2 separate regions of the Sus scrofa genome follow, and region 1 is linked to region 2. The links are chromatin contacts, called in public promoter capture Hi-C maps. All regions are on one chromosome and are shown on one strand. Each heading gives the region's core, a stretch centred on a gene start, on an enhancer-like site or on the middle of the called end of the contact. The rest is flanking DNA. Distances are from core to core; before and after follow the strand shown. Region 1 overlaps MINDY1 (ubiquitin carboxyl-terminal hydrolase MINDY-1). Region 2 holds the start of ENSA (alpha-endosulfine).

Region 1 (4,895 bases), core at 532-3,031, 300 kb after region 2:
GCAGGGCCAGGAAAGACCCGGAGGGGATGAGTAATATTCCAGCTGCCCCCCTAGCAACTGATCTTTCCTGCCTCATCATCTTCCTTGAGGATGGACAAAGATAACTCTGGCCCCTAGAAAATGTATACTCTCTTTTCCCTTGACTCTCTCCTCATCACCACTCCCTAGAATAATTCACTGTGCAGCCCAATCCCTACTCTGAAACTTGCACTACCACCACCTCCCCATTCTGTTTCTTCCCTCTACCAGGAAACTGAGCCCAATTACCAAGTCCTGATGCGCATCCTTATTTCTCGAAGTGAGACTGATCTTCTGAGTATCCGAGCTGAGTTCAAAAAGAAATTTGGGAAGTCCCTCTACTCTTCCCTCCAGGTGAGACTTGCCTGGTTCTTAACCTGGATCCCCAGAGCTTCACCTGTTACCTCCACCCTACACACAGCTGAGCATATTCATGCCCTGGAGAACTCATGAATCTTTGATTAATTTAGTACAAGATTCCAGGCACCGAACAAGCTCTGGACCAGTACAAGGGAGAGGATGCAGTACCTGAGCCATGCGGTAGTGGGTCTTTCTAACACTTGACTTTCTGGTCTGCAGGACACAGTGAAAGGGGACTGCCGATCAGCCCTACTAGCTCTGTGCAGGGCGGAAGACCTTTGAGACGTCTCTGCCCCATCTGCACATGGCATTCAAGGGTCTGAGATTCCCAAGTTTGGCTGAGGCTGCAGGAGACCAACTGGACCTCTAAATAAGATAACCCTTCACTGAGCACCCCACGTTCCAGCTTCTCGTGGAGGCTGGAACTTGATGTTTCTTTTACATCTCAATTGCCTTCATCTCAAATTGATGTGTACACCTGGGTCCTCCCGTTCTGTCTTGGGTGCGGGATAATGGGCTCTCTTTGACAGTTTCTGCCCTACTCATCCTTCTTTATCCTGGTTAGAACATCTCACTGATGCTTGAATTCTTTTGGCAAACTTCACTGTCATCTGTGTTCCCTGACTGAAGTTTGGGTGGAGCGGGACAGGGCTGGAAGCAGGCCTTGAAGTTGGAGATGCCTTTGATGTGCACTTGGATATTCAACAGGAATCCCGTCTGAGACTTGAGACTGCAGTTATCAACAACCACCTTCCCTTCCGTGTCTCTTCTCAGCTCCATTATTTTCTCTTTCCCAGGAAATTTCAGGCAAAATAACTGAGAACCAGGAACAACAACGAGGTCAGAAATGGCTAGAGGTAGCAAAAGACCATCTGTAGGACCTGAGAAGCAAGCAGAGAATCAAGCCATCCCTCCCCTGCCTGGAAAGATTTGGGTTAGCAGGATGCACAATCCCCAAATTCATCTGTCCAAAATGGGGACTTGGAAACCCACCTCCCCACTTACAGTACTATTTCCAAAAGAAGATTTAGCAAACATAGAGAAACAAGGAGTTCCCATCATGGCTCAATGGGTTAAGAGCCCGACTAGTGTCTATGAAGATGTAGGTTTGATCCCTGGCCTCGCTCAGTGGGTTAAGGATCTGACATGGGTGTGAGCTGCAGTGTGGGTCACAGACGAGGCTCGGATTTGGCATTGCCGTGGCTGTGGTGTAGGCCTGCGGCTGCGGCTCCAATTCAATGCTTAGCCTGGGAACTTGCATGTGCCTCAAATGTGACCCTAAAAAGAAAAAAAGAAACACAAAAACAAAAAAAGGAAAAAGCAGGCTTTGGTTCCCCCTGCTGGCTCTACTAGCAATGACAGGCCACCCTCTCTGGCCTCTTTTCCCGTCCCCTCCCCTTTTGCATTCCTCAACTGGGTCAAATACCTAACCCCATAGCTGTAGGGTAAGGCAAACAACAGATCTCAGGAAAGAAGTTTTATTTCCAAACTCCTAGGAAGGCATTACAAATAATGCAGTTAGAAACTGAACTCAAACCCTGAAACAGATACAGAGGGGCCTGCAGGAGAGCCAGGATGACCCAGCCAGTCAGGGGTGGGAAGTAAGGGAGATGTGTGGAGACAGAGACTTCACCCTGGAGCCTGAGTGTATATTCACGTGACTGTGTTGGGCAAAGGGAACTGGGAATCAGAAATCCTTACCCCACCAACCCCAGTGTGGCCCTGGATGGTTGAGAGGAGTCAGCATGTGAAGGCAAGGATATCACTAAATCTGACCTTGGCATTTACTGCCTGGTAAATCCCCAACATTCCATAAATAAGTTACCCTGCATATCTCAAGCTGAGCTAGAGAAGCGAGCGAAATAGCCCCAGTCCTTGAACGCGGAGGCAAGGCAGCCTGGCACTGAGTGGGGCTACAGGAGGACACAGTCAGACTCTTGCTTCGGCCTTTGCCGACGCTCGGCAGCTGGGCGTCCAGACGTGGCTCCTCTTCCCTGTATCAGATTTAACCATCAGTCATCCAGCAACCATAGAAAAGCACAGAACAAAGATTCTAGATGGAAGCAGGGTCATCAGGATCAGGAGGGGCAGTGGGGAGAGAGACAGGAAGGGACCCAGGGAAGAGGGACAGAGAAGGGCCCAGAGGGAAACCGTGAAGAGATGATAGCAGGAATAACAAGTATCTGGACCAGGGGGAGCAGGGGTGGCACACGAGGGGCAGCGCCAAGGGCAGGGCGCAGCTGGCCCACCTGCAGCGATGGGGCCGGTGCTGGAACAGGCTGGGCTGCTTGGTGCTGTTGGTACTCCTCTTGCTGAAGTTGCTGGGCCAGCTCCAGGTCGCTAAGACCCGATGTGCCTTGAGGTGGCGGCTGCTGCTGCTGCAGGGACAAGGCAATCAGGTAGTCCTAGAGAGAAGGGACAGAGCAAGAGTTGTGAGGTAGCCTGGGGTGGGGGGGTAGCCAGGCTAGCTTTAGGTTTCCACACCAGCATTTCCTGAAGCTTCCAATGCTCCAGCTCCCTCTTCAGAGCAAAACACACAGTCAAGTGTAGAGAGGGTCTGAAGATAAGAGAGAGAAGAGGGGCATGGGAGTCATATGTTCCAGGCTCTAGATGATGAGGTGCAGGCAGCTCGCCTATGGCAAAAAGCTCTCTGAGGTGAACGGACATGTGCTCTGCACCCTCCTCAGAGGTCCCCTCATACCTGGTCCACCTGCCGCTGATTTTCTGGGGAGCCACGCCCACCTTCTGCTCCAGGGCCCTTGCCCAGGGAATGACTTAGGTGAAAGTCAGAGTCACAAAAGCAGCTGTCTCCATCCACGTTGTGCAGGCTCTCCCACACCACTTGCTCTTCCTGTAGAAAGCCCTGGTCAGTGACCAGTAGGTACAAGTGACTCTGCAAAGAAGAGGACAAAGTTCCTTGGTGGGACAAGTGACAGAGACAGCTTATGGCCAGAATTCATCAGAGATGCACAGAGATCATTTGAATCAATCGGTTTGTTAGCTGGAACACGTCAGTGTGAGCACGTGGATCTTTTTTTTCCTCTTGGCCATACCCACAGTATGCGCAAGTTCCCAGGCCAGGGGTCGAACCTGTGCCATGGCAGCAACCGGAGCTGCTGCAGTTACAACGCCAGATTCTTAACCTGCTGTGCCACAAGAGAACTCCACATTGGATCTTTTATTAAATATGTGTGCCTGTGGGGAGAAGGAAGGGCTGTCTAAGTGCGTGGTTATCTGGGCGTGAGTATGGCAGTCACTGTGGTCAAGCAGGGAGTCCTCAGGGCTGGGGTCCCACACAAGATCCTGCTTCCTACCTACTTCCCATGGTTTTTTGGGCTCCCATGATAGTTACGAGAATAAATGCTTTGAGAACCAAAGATCCTTCCCTCTTCTACTTAATTCCCAAAGCACTTAGAGGAGTTCCCGTTGTGGCTCGGCAGTAACAAACCTGACTAGTATCCATGAGGGTACAGGTTCAATCCCTGGCCTCGTTCAGTGGGTTAAGGATCCGGCATTGTCCTGAGCTTCAGTGTAGGTCGCAGATACAGCTTGGATCTGGCGTTGCTGTGGCTGTGGTGTAGGCCAGCAGCTGTAGCTCCGATTTGACCTCTAAGCTGGGAACTTCCATATGCTTTGGGTGCAGCCATTAAAAAAAAAAACAAAAACAAAAACAAACAAACAAAAAAAACACAAGGGAGTTCCCCTTGTGGCTCAGCAGAAACAAATCTGACTAGGAACCATGAGGACGCAGGTTCGATCCCTGGTCTCACTCAGTGGGTTAAGGATCCGGCTTGCCATGACCTGTGGTGTAGGTTGCAGACGCGGCTCTGATCCTGTGTTGCTGTGGCTGTGGTGTAGGCTGGCAGCTACAGCTCTAATTCGACCCCTAGCCTGGGAACCACCACATGCCCATGATGTGGCCCTAAAAAGCCGAAAAGAAAAAAACAAACAACAGCAAAAAAAAACTGCTAGCTTTGGAAAACTATAGTGTTGTTCAAAAATTGTACTAGCCCTTCCTGGGAGAGGTTTTACACTCCCTGAACCACGGATGGCAGGCTTACTCCCCGTGGAGTGAGATGCTAGCAGAACTAACACGTATCATTTGCAGGTAGAAGCACTGGAAGCAAGGACGTGGTATCCCTCTCGCTCTTCTCCCGTCTATATTCCAGATAAAGGCTGTTTTGTCAGCCTGGGTCCCAGAGTGAAGATGACAGGACAGTGGCCAATCCTCAACGGACATGCAATATGAGTGAGAAATAAGCCCTCGCTGTGGTAAACCACAGGGATTTTAGGGGTCATTTGTTACCAAAGCTTAATCCAACCTGTCCTGACAGAAACACTGATCCGGAAGAAAAAGGCATGAGGGAGTGACAGCCCTCCGACCCCCCACCTCCCAACCCTCCTTACCTTGTGCTTAATCATAGTGCTAAAGTGGTTGTTTCGGAAAAAGACACTAAGTTCGCCCTCCTTGGCCGCTGCCGTTAGCTCACACAGGCCGTGGTAGGTCAGCTGGGCGG
Region 2 (4,806 bases), core at 2,014-4,513:
TGGCTGCACCTGTGGCATGTGGAAGTCCCCTGGGTCAGAGATCAAACCTGCAGTAACGAGAGCCACAGCGGTGACAACGCCAGATCCTTAACCCACTGAGTCATGAGGGGACTCCTTTCAAGTCTTTATTTACCTCATACATACATAGCTTAGCATTAATTACAAACACCTGTCTTCTCCCCATCGTGTTCTTTCTCAGGTATATAAGCAATTTCCCAGCTAGAGTACATATTTTTGGAGTTAAGAGACAGCTCCTACATCCTTTGTAGCCCCACGAGTACAGGAAGGTTCAACCAAATTACTGACTATTCATAAAGGCTTACTGAGGACCTATTAGCCTCTAGTGGGCTTGGTGTTGTGGGAGCAGAAATGAGTAACATACATAGAAGGGTCGATCTGGGGCTATCAGCAGATCAGTCTCAAACTAAACCTCAAAATTAAAAATTATTCTCTCAGACTATGAATAGAAACTGGGCTTGTTCATGAGGATAATGTACTTTCCTCTGACTCCTACCACTCCCACACATGTTCCATGGCTGTGACAGCCTGCCCACGCCTGCCTTGCCGACAGCAAGGTAAGCAGCAAATCAGCATCACATTATCATCTGTGACTAAGACACAATAACTGGGATTCTCCACAGGGATCTGTTTCCCTCTCCATTTCATCCTCACGGAGAAACACCCTCCAGGTTAATGACTTACGATCCCTTAGTCAGCTTTAGGTACGTCTGGGGACTGAGAAACCTGATCAGGAGCTAGATGGCTATGAGGGTAAGATTCTCCCTTGGTGAGAAGGACCACACTGGACAGGAAAAATAAATCTCTTCAAATGTCTGAAGAAATCTGCTATTCATATCAAGTTGAGGAAATCTGCAGGACAGATGGTCTGATCTTTTTCTGAAATGGTGCATCCTAAAATTTAGCTCAAATCCTAAATGTGTAGTCCTAAAACTCCCACCATCTAAACAGGCAAATGTCTGGAAACTGTCAGCATTCCAGACTCTAACATCCTTTCCTCACTCCCCCAACCTTGTGCCCAAATGCCCCTACATTAAGCCCTAATTTCCTACAGGGGAGATCAGAAGATAGCTGATAACTTATCAGGTATTTACAGTATCTGCCTTGTTTTTCCAAGTTTCTAATTCTTCTCTACTACTTCCCCCAAACAAAACCTCCAAATCAGTATTCACTACAACGTCCATAGGTCTCATCCCTAAGGCTTTCTGTGGCTCCAAAGAGGGTAAGATATTATGCCCCATACCCCTTTCTGGAGCCTCTTCATGAGGAAGTCGGAGCCTCCAGGCTTTTGTCCTAGGCTTGGATATTTGGCCTTTAGCTTTGCCTCCTCGGCTCTCTCAGGGAGAATACCTTCTTTCTCCTGCGTGTCCTGGAGGAAACAAATGGGCCAATAAAATTAAACACTGAGAAGCAACTGCTTCTAATACTGATAACTTTTATACTCTTACCTTTTCCTGGAGATCTACCCACTTGTAAATATGCTATCTCCACTCTATTTTTAAATGAAGCTAACCTTTGTTCAAATCCCTAAAGCCCAAGATGACTGTATTGTGAGAAGAGAAAGATATGCTCCTTCTCACACTACACCCAAGGAACCACACCAGTGACCTGTGAGTACTGGGTTAAAGGTAATATATAAGCACGATACTTGAATCAAGGAGCGAGTCATAGCTCATTCAACATGAAGCTAGGAAAGACAGAGAGAAAGCTAGCAGGGCTTCTGGTGATACAAGATGAACAGGAAAGTTCCTTGGCTGTCCCTAACACGTAATACAGGTCAAATGGGATATCAAAGTGGATAACTCTCCTGAGATGTTCCCTTCTAAGCTGGTTATCTGAAAAGTCTCTCTTTGGAGGAGCATAACTCTGTGGCCTTCTCCAGAAATCTTCACCTTAGTAACAAGACAGCATTGCTTCAGCAATTCCATAAACATTGTCATAGGAAGGTGACAAGTAAACGGATTAAAATGACAGTTTTTAACTTCAGGAAAATCATGATACAGTAGGTCCACTAGCATTTACCCACCAGCTTTGCTAAAAAATCAACATCTTTCCTAGTGGGGCAAGTGATGGAAGTTTGGGTAACATGCCAAGAGCCCAATTAGCTTGCAGGGGCTCTTACTGCGTTGTTACTCTTCTTACTTTTCGTGGGCCCTGCTGCCCTTTTCTTTAGTGACTTTTCAAAAAAGATTTGAAGCCAATCTGTGGCTCTTTTTAAAATGGATTTACTTTCACTTCTCTTGGAAAACTGGCAGATACAACACCAGGTATATATCATGAATCCCCGAGTCCAATACTAAATGTTATGTCAAATACAAATCTCCAAAGAGGTTGACGTGTTTTCATCGCATAACTGCGGGTGAACTAAGTCCCCCTGAGTTGGAAGTCTGGGGAGAATATTGTGGCGTCTTTCTTTGTCATTACTGTCTCGGTGTCTTTTCTAGGATTAACCTCCGTGATTCTGTTCAGAGCCCTAGTCCTCTTCAATCTTATTCGGTCTTCTTTGAAGGTGGGCAACAGGCCATCCCCAGTGGTCAAAATAGGTCTCTCGAGAAAGTTGCTGTCTTAAACTAGCCATGATAATAATTCCGCTTCTCCCTTCTCCCAATGTGGTCCTTTTTAAACTTCTTTCCCTCGACCTGTATCTTCTGAGGATTTAGAATGCGGGCCCCTGCCTAGATGTTGGGTCATTTTACCCCTACTAACCAGTAACACACAGAATCCTGGGACCACCAGCCCCCTTTCATTCACCGAGTCTTTCCAAACACCCGCCCCGCGCCCAGGCTCGGCCAATTATAGTACAGCTCCAAAGGGCTGAGCCGAAGACCCATTGGCCAATCAGAAAGGTTACAACACTGAATGACAAGCCACCCAACTAACCAGCGCCAAAGCAGCAGGCCTTGTTGAGGCTCACCCTGCACGACGCAAGAAGCGGCCAACCCCTGCAGAGCCGGAGACCATGGCGACCAATCCGCACCGGTGGGAGATCGTCTCCCGCCCCATCACGGTCGCCCAGCTTGCCCGCCCGCACCCCCTCCATTTCACCTGCTTCTCCTCGCCGGTCTCCTCCGAAGGGTTCTCTTCTTGTTTCTGGGACATGGCGGGGCCGGGACTGTGGAGTGTAGGGGACCCGGGAAGTCAACTGGAGAAGGGAAGGGGGAGGGGACACGGGACAACCTGCGCGGCTTGTTCGGCTCCTGTCACTAGGGTTGCTCAGTCAAAATGGCGGCTCTTGCCTGTGACGTTATGACCGCCCCTTCATGTGCGAGCCAATGGGAGCAGGATAGATGGGGCAATGACGTAACGATCTACCAATAGTTGCTAGCTAAATGTGGGGTCTGTGGAAGCGACGGGCAAGCTGGAAGGCCAATCTGCCAAGGGAATGAACCACAGGGACCAATTGGAAACCCGTGGGGGCTGTTAGGGGGCGGTACGGCTAGGTTTTTTTTTTTTTTTTTTTTTTTTTTTTGCTGCTCTGGTGGGGTCAGGCTTCCTCCGCTCCACCGCCCCGCGCGCAGTAGGCTTTGCTGGGCTTCAAAATGCAGGGCGAGAGGATGTAAGCCTTTTATTGTCAGTTAAAGAGGATTAAACTTTGCTCAGTGTTAGCAGAAAATGATCAATCTCCAGAAATTAATTTAGAGGTCAGAGTGGACTTTAAAGTGGTACTCCACACTACTCCAGTGTGTCACTTGCCATGTGGAGAGACTGAGTCGCCTTGCAGAACACAGATGGCTTACATTCCGTGGTTTTACTTTTATGTACAGTTTTTTTTACTTGTTCAGGGTCGTCCCATGAAGAATAAGCTTCTTTTGAAACAACAAATGTCTAGGTACATGGTAAACATTTAGTAAATACAGTTAACACTTGCTAACCTATCCTGGGTCAGAGTTCAACCGTATTTTTTTAGCATCTGTAGATGGCACTGTATTGTTTTTACAGGGGATACATATGTAGTAAGGCAGTGTCTGCTCTAGAAAGCTTAGTTTAGTGGGCATGTGGGGAGGGTTAGGTTTTTCACAGAGTGCCAGGTGTACCCTAAATCCTTGAGGTTAAATAGACATATCTTCCTAGAGTGTTGGTCAAAAAGCATATTTAAGTATTAAAACAGTCTAATAATAACACTGAAAAATTCACATTAAAATTTAATTTTGGGGTTCCTGTTGTGGCTCAGTGGTAACAAACCTGACCAGGATCCATGAGGATGCGGGTTCGATCCCTAGCCTCACTCAGTGGGTTAAAGATCCGGGGTTGCTGTGATCTGTGGTGTAGGTCGCAGATATAGCTCAGACCCCACATTGCTGTGGCTGTGGCATAGGCTGGCAGCTAAAGCTCGGATCCAACCCCTAGCATAGGAAGTTCCGTGGGCAGTGGGTGTGGCCCTAAAAAAAAATTAATATTCCAGGCAGCCTATTGTGACAGCCCTGGGGCTTTCCGTTCATTTTTTCTGTATAATTAGATATACTTCTAATGGAAAAGTTTGAGAAGCATAGAAAACACAGCTTTTATCATATGAGGCAAAGTCTGGTCAGCATTAAAATAAAACTGTTAATAAAAGTGGTATAGGGGTTCAAAGGAAGGTTCAGAGTCCCTGCCAAAACAGAAACAAAAACAAAAAACTTTGTGATGGAGGTGAGTATTTGAACAGCTTTAAAGAATTTAGAAGTTTGCCAGGTAAAGGTGAAGGAAGAAAGGGTATTCTAGGTGATGGGGTCAGCATGAAGGCCAAAAAAATAGAATTGAGTCCAGAACCTGGAGGGCTTTGAATGCCAGGATAAAGAAGTGGCGGCA

Evidence for each region. Promoter capture Hi-C pulls out the DNA fragments that hold promoters and counts their contacts.
Region 1: a promoter capture Hi-C map of fetal liver shows a contact between it and region 2, with 2.8 times the contacts expected there. The contact joins the enhancer-like site here to the promoter of ENSA in region 2. A contact is called at or near these places in 2 of 5 promoter capture datasets (fetal liver and liver), 3 of 47 Hi-C or Micro-C datasets (embryonic fibroblasts, fetal heart ventricle and heart right ventricle) and 2 of 2 datasets of contacts at active chromatin or transcription factors (alveolar macrophages and skeletal muscle).

The regions. Positions count from the first base shown.
Region 1 is chr4:98,228,302-98,233,196 of Sscrofa11.1, reverse strand. MINDY1 (ubiquitin carboxyl-terminal hydrolase MINDY-1) reads right to left here. Exons shown (of 10, transcript XM_001929665.7): 7 at 4,786-4,895; 8 at 3,080-3,271; 9 at 2,628-2,783; 10 at 1,841-2,372. The coding sequence ends at 2,292. ANXA9 (annexin A9) reads left to right here. Exons shown (of 14, transcript NM_001243348.1): 13 at 250-372; 14 at 598-977. The coding sequence ends at 660. Among named protein-coding and RNA genes, the nearest start is that of ANXA9, 11 kb to the left of the region's middle. Within about 2 kb of position 1,781, at least 31 of the 83 cell types and tissues checked have an H3K27ac peak or open chromatin away from gene starts, as enhancers often do. A contact at or near this core is called in embryonic fibroblasts, fetal liver, liver and 1 more, where this site is marked.
Region 2 is chr4:98,526,359-98,531,164 of Sscrofa11.1, reverse strand. ENSA (alpha-endosulfine) reads right to left here and starts at 3,263. Exons shown (of 4, transcript XM_021089895.1): 1 at 3,064-3,263; 2 at 1,262-1,387. The coding sequence starts at 3,117.